Linked DNA regions of Mus musculus: region 2 is linked to region 1. Evidence: chromatin contacts called from public HiChIP or PLAC-seq data. All regions are on one chromosome and are shown on one strand. Each heading gives the region's core, a stretch centred on a gene start, on an enhancer-like site or on the middle of the called end of the contact. The rest is flanking DNA. Distances are from core to core; before and after follow the strand shown. Region 1 overlaps Rai14 (retinoic acid induced 14). Region 2 has its middle 5.0 kb from the start of Gm19276.

What was found. HiChIP or PLAC-seq counts read pairs in DNA pulled down with a chosen protein or histone mark.
Region 2: a contact with region 1 is called in an H3K27ac HiChIP or PLAC-seq map of embryonic stem cells, with 16 read pairs. The contact joins two enhancer-like sites. A contact is called at or near these places in 1 of 15 datasets of contacts at CTCF or cohesin (the NIH/3T3 cell line) and 5 of 115 datasets of contacts at active chromatin or transcription factors (embryonic fibroblasts, embryonic stem cells and pancreatic cancer cells).

The regions. Positions count from the first base shown.
Region 1 is chr15:10,684,235-10,687,189 of GRCm38.p6, reverse strand. The region is part of intron 2 of Rai14 (retinoic acid induced 14); the gene reads left to right. Among named protein-coding and RNA genes, the nearest start is that of Gm52214, 23 kb to the left of the region's middle. Within about 2 kb of position 1,384, at least 48 of the 459 cell types and tissues checked have an H3K27ac peak or open chromatin away from gene starts, as enhancers often do. A contact at or near this core is called in embryonic stem cells, where this site is marked.
Region 2 is chr15:10,822,613-10,825,432 of GRCm38.p6, reverse strand. No RefSeq gene overlaps it. Among named protein-coding and RNA genes, the nearest start is that of Gm19276, 5.0 kb to the left of the region's middle. Within about 2 kb of position 1,397, at least 24 of the 459 cell types and tissues checked have an H3K27ac peak or open chromatin away from gene starts, as enhancers often do. A contact at or near this core is called in embryonic stem cells, where this site is marked.

The sequences.
Region 1 (2,955 bases), core at 135-2,634:
GACACACAAGTAATGCAAACTGTAGAGGTTTTTTTTTTTTTACAGGGGGGAGGGTTGTTTGTTTTGTTTTTGTCTGAAAACAAGAGTGTGATGGTACAAACCTGGCCAACACAAGGAAAGTGGAAGCAAGAGGACTGGGAGTTGAAGGCCAGCCTTGGCTGTGATAAACCTAGGACTGGGGAGTTCAAGGCTAGCCTTGGCTATGCCGGGAATCTGTCTCCCACATCCCCAACCCCCACTCCAAGAAGCTGACGAGCCTAGGGAGGAAGAGAGTGGTCAACATGAGCCTCAAATACTCAGGACAAAGCAAACATAGAGCACGGATGCCAAATGGGCCTTCGAGGTGAGTCTAGCTGGCTCTGCCAGAAAACCAGGGCTAGCTGTGGGGACTGACTCTCAGGCTGGGAAGCCTGGTGGCAGATGCTCTGGGACACTGTGAGTCGGAGAGTTTTGGGAGCTCTGGAAAGGTGGCATTTCAACCAAGGGGATTGGCATGTGTGGAAATGATGAAGCTGGGGCTGTGGGGGAGCCGAGGCTCAGCATGTGGGATCTTAACATTTGCCCTTGACAGTAGACACAGTAAGGCTGGAGGAACCCGGACAAGCATCCCAACTTGGGGTGTGGCTATGAGGATGGGACATGGGATTGAAAGACCTTTGGAACAAGCCTTGAGAAGTGGCCGAGTGAGTTAGCCCTTACTCTGTGGGTGTGCGTTTGCTTTTGTGAAAGTTTTATTCCCAGGTATGTGTTCTGTTAGACTTAGGAACTCGCAGCGGACATAGCGTGGAGAAAAATCAGAGCAGCCAGTTTAAAGGGACTGCATTGGAAAAGACTAAGTAGATGGCATACCTTGATGTAGCAGCTCCCGGAGACTGCAGCCTTGAGCCAAGGAAATGCCCACACCCCCTGAATCTTGAGGAACCAGACATATCCTGCTCAGTCAGGATCCGAATCTGTTGCCTGTTGAGATAATGGTTCACATGAAGGTCGAAAACTGACATCGCTGCCAAGGTGTTTTTTTTTTTTTTTCCCAAGGAGTTTTTAGTCATTTATAATAAGTCCTTACAGATGCCTGAGTCATTCATTGTATGAACGTGTGCACACGCCGGGAGTATTTAAAACTGCACTCTGTAGCTATACAGGCCTTGGCCAGTCTCAAGCTAATCTCTTTGTAGACATGTAGCTTTAAAAGGTATGAGAGAAGAGACCGTTGGGTGGAGACAGGAGACCCGAGAGGACTTGGGTAGGCTCTTCTCAGGCTGCATACTTTCCAGGTCTTGTCAGCCCTTTTGAAACAGAGAATCGGCTTGCTGCCTGATCTCACCTTGTGTTAATTGGCCAGGTGCCATAACAAGGCGCTACAAGCTGGGTGGCCTAAACAACAGGAATTTATTGTCTCTTGGGTCCAGAGGCTGGAACTGTGGTAGGGCTGGTGTGCAGAGGCCTGTGTGGGAGAGCCTGTTGCATGCCTCTCCAGGATTCTAGGTGTTTACTGGGAACTTGGGCTTGTGGCCATGTTACCCCAATTCTAGACTTCGTCTTTGCTTTATTTTCTCTCTGTGTGCATGTATGTGTCCACATTCCTAGGTTTTATAAGGATACATATTAGATTAGGGCCAGTTGTATTGGATTAGGGCCAATTCCATTGACCTCATTTTAAACTACAATAACATGTAGGCTTTCTTTTCCTTCTTTTTTTCCTTAAATCTACCTCTTAATCTAAGTAAGATAACATTGTGATGTGGAGGTTTTAGCACGTCTACATAAATATTCTGGACATTACACCATTCAACCTGTAATGCATTTCTGTTCTAGAATAGGTTTTCTAAGCTCCTGCCTTTTCCCACTGAGTACATGCAGTTAAGAGGCCTCATCCCTTCATCTTGTGGATGACGCTCAGTGTCTCAGAAGGAGGGAAGGGCATGACAGTATTCCCGTGAGTGTTCCAGCCTAATGCACAGAAATGAGAGTAAATATTTCTTTTAAAATGTTATGTGTGTGTGTGTGTGTGTGTGTGTGTGTGTGTGTGTGTGTGTGTGTGTGAATAGAGAGTTGGATGCCTTAGGGCTGGAGTGTGGTTGTAAGCAACCTGATGTCTGCGCTGGGAATTGAACTTGGATCCCACAGAAAGCATTCTTTACCTTCCTTTGAGCCCTCACTGCTGCCCCCACATTTAAAAAAATTTTATCCTCCGTGTGTGTGTGTGTGTGTGTGTGTATGTGTGTGTGTGTGTGTGTGTGTGTGTGTACGTACATACATGCTCACACCCACACATGTGAAGACTAGGACATTAAGTGTCTACACCTTATTTATTCATTTTTGAGACAGGGTTTCCCACTAAACCCAGAGTGTGCCTGATTGATGAGGTTGATTGACCAGCGAGCTCCCAAACTCCTCCTGTGTTCCCCATATTCCCGTGCTGGGGTTATTCATGCATAATGCTGTGTCTGGATTTTACGTGGTGCTAGGGATGCAAACACATGTCCTCAAGGCTGTGCAGCAGGCACTTTCTCATGAGGGTATTTCCCAGACCTGGGGTGACAGCTCCTCATGACAACAAGGAGAAACATTGTTGTGCTGTTACAAGCTCACCACCTGCACAAGACACAGTGCCAAGTTTGCATACTCCTTGTCATTTATGTTCAGACCCTGTCAGGTAATGAACATCTAATGATAGCGTTTTACAGAGGAAGGAAGGACGGACGGATGGACGGACGGAAGGGAGGAAGGAAGGAAGGAAGGAAGGGAGGAAGGGAGGGAGGAAGGAAGGAAAGTAGGTATGTTGATTGAAAGTGAATTTTATGGCATGAGTCTCATATTTGATAAATGGCAGGCCTGGAACTGGGTTTTTACTTACAGGATATGTTGCACTATGTGAAGGTATAGATCTGCTTACACAGGGCATTAGCATTTGTAAATTTGGAATCTTCAAACTGTATTAAATAAAACCTTGCC
Region 2 (2,820 bases), core at 148-2,647, 140 kb before region 1:
TGCCTTTAGTGGTGGTATTTATCATAACAACAAAGAAGCAAATTAGGACATATACCTATTTTTTTTGTAATGAACATAGTACAGAAATGCCTTTTAGACATATAAAAATAGCCTGGTTATACCCAAGGCTACACCTGATAATCAAAACCCACTGATGTCATTTGGTCAAGATAACCAAACACCAGCCTAGAACCCCGTGATGCCCATTGGACAGTGTATAAACAGAGACCACGAGTAAGGCTCTGCTCTGCATAATCTGGAGAGACACCACCTCGATCCACACTGCAGCTGGAGAGTCTCCTTCAGGATCCTGACCTTCACTCAGAGACTCCTATTAAGCTGGGCCTGACCTTCAGCTCAGATATGTCACAGCCTTGGGGAGCTAGGCTTAGGTTTGTAGTTAGGGATCTAGAGTGTGAACCTTGTGTGATGACCTTCAGCATAATACAATTATAACGTTTCCTATATTAACTACAAGTATCTAACTTCTTCCTCATCTTTCTTTTTAAATCCTATCTTGAGCTGCCTTCCTCTGAAAGATCCTGTCCCCTAGGCTTCCTTGCCTAGTGGCTTTGTGCTGATTGAGCCAATGAGGGACCTAGCAGAGTTTGCAGAGTAATAGAGAGGGGGTATAGGTCACATTTTCCGCTAGTCTTTCCTGTTCAGAGGTTTTTATTCTGACTGCAGCTATGCTTGTCCACATCTGAGAGGAGCTCCTTAGTGAGCAGAGCCTGAGACAAAGACAAAGTCCAGTGATGCATTTGGAAGGTGATTCCAAGGCAGGAGGAGTCAGGGTGGTCAGCTAGGAGAGAGACAGAAGTGCAAAGAGTAATTGAGGGGCCAGAGAAGCATCTCAGAGGTTAAATGCACTTGCGGCTCCTCAGAGGACTTGAGTTCAGTTTCCAGCATCCATGGGACTCACAGTTGTCTGTTACTCCTGCATCAGGGGATCTGCTGCCTCTTCAGGCATCTTCACTCATGTGCGCATGCACACACACACACACACACACACACACACACACACACACACATCATTTAAAATAATAAAAATTAACTTTAAAAAAACAAAAGAGTATAACTGAATTGCCATAGTTGTTCACACCTAAGACCTGGGACTTGGGAGGCTGATGCAAGAGACTTGCCCTAAATTCAAGCCAGGCTGCACTTGCATATCAAAAGTCTATCTCAGCGAAACAAAGAAGCTGTCATGGAGATCCCAGCAGAGAACAACTAGCATTTGCCTATGGGGAGAATCTCTGAGGAATTACAGAATGTCTCTTGGAATTTCCTCCTGAAAGATGGAAGACAGCATTTTTTCCACCCACTCTGACACCCAACCCACCGCTGCCTGGCTGCCTTGGGGGCACCGACTCTCCCAGCATTCCTGGCTGCGCCTCTAAGCACCACAGAGCAGGTGCAGCCTCGGAGAAGGCTGTAGAAATAAATCAGAAAGACACTTGTCTCCCTTTAGGTGGAAAGCTGTCAGGGTGAGACTGCAGCTGTGGGTGGAATGGCTGAGGGCATGAGGGCATGATGGGGACCCAGAAGCATTCCTTGCGTACGGTGAGCCACGGTTGCTACTGGGCCTGTCTCTCTCCTGTAGTCTCTGGGTTCCCTTCACATTTTACCCCTTAAGCTCCGATGTTCCCCTCTCTGCCTGCTCTGCCCTTAGTGTCTGTGGGAACCCTTGACTGTGACCACAGAGAGAGTCCTTGACCTCTACAAAGAAGTCCTTCGTTAAAGCTTCTACGAACAAACCAGCTAGATGGGATTCTGTTTCCCGTGCTGTGACCTTGACAGATACTGACAGAGGATTCTGGCTGCAAACTAAGCTTGCTGGGCTGGGTAGCTGCCTCAGTAATGACGGCAGAGGATGAGGGAGTCGCTGAACCTCAGCTGAGGCAGGCAGGGCCTGAAGAGGAGTGAACATTTAAATGTAGTTACTCACAGAACCCTGCTAGACAGCAAGCCATAGTAAGCATCCCTAACACAAGATCTCCCTCAGATACATGTCCTAACACGAGCCTCCAAATATCTCACGCCAACCCTCATCCTCATCTACTCTGACGGAGCATTTTCACTGGCATTAGTAAGAAGGACTGTGGGGATGGAACACTGCCACATTCATCCTGGGTCATTTTTTCCTCCTATCTCAGTAGCCAGACTCTTCTGCGTTTATAAACAGGCATCACAGGTTTGCTGAATCGATCTTCATGTCTACTGATGCTCTGTTTCTGGGATTTATCCATCACTACCTTATAAATTACAGAAGCAGCAACCAAAAGGCAACTTTATAGCAATATCTTTTCTTTTTCCATTCATTTAATTCTAAAATGATGGGTATGTCTGTCTGTGTGGATATGTGTACAGGCATGCAGGTGCCCATAGAGACTAGAGGAGAGTATTGGATATGTCAGAATTTGGAGCTGTTGTGAGCTGCCTGGTGTGGGAACTGAACTGTTTTGTTTTGTTTTGTTTTGTTTTGTTTTGTTTTGTTTTGTTTTGTTTTTAACTGCCAAAACATTGTCTTCAGGCTACCTTTGTCTTTTATAGAATTCTCCTAGCCCATGGAAGAAGCAGTGGGGAGGTCTGATCCTTGTAATCTAAGGGTAAAAAATTCATAAACCCTTGAAATCTGTCTCCAGGTGGTCACAGCACCATGGTCTCTTGCAAGGGACACCTGAACTGAACTGTAATTCCACCTGGAGACTCTACAGGTCACAGCTGGTGTTGCTCCTGCTGGGGAGATCAGCACCAGAATAACATGGATTCAGGAGGGACCTGTGCTTCCCACAGGCTAGGGGAGATCACAGAAGGGCA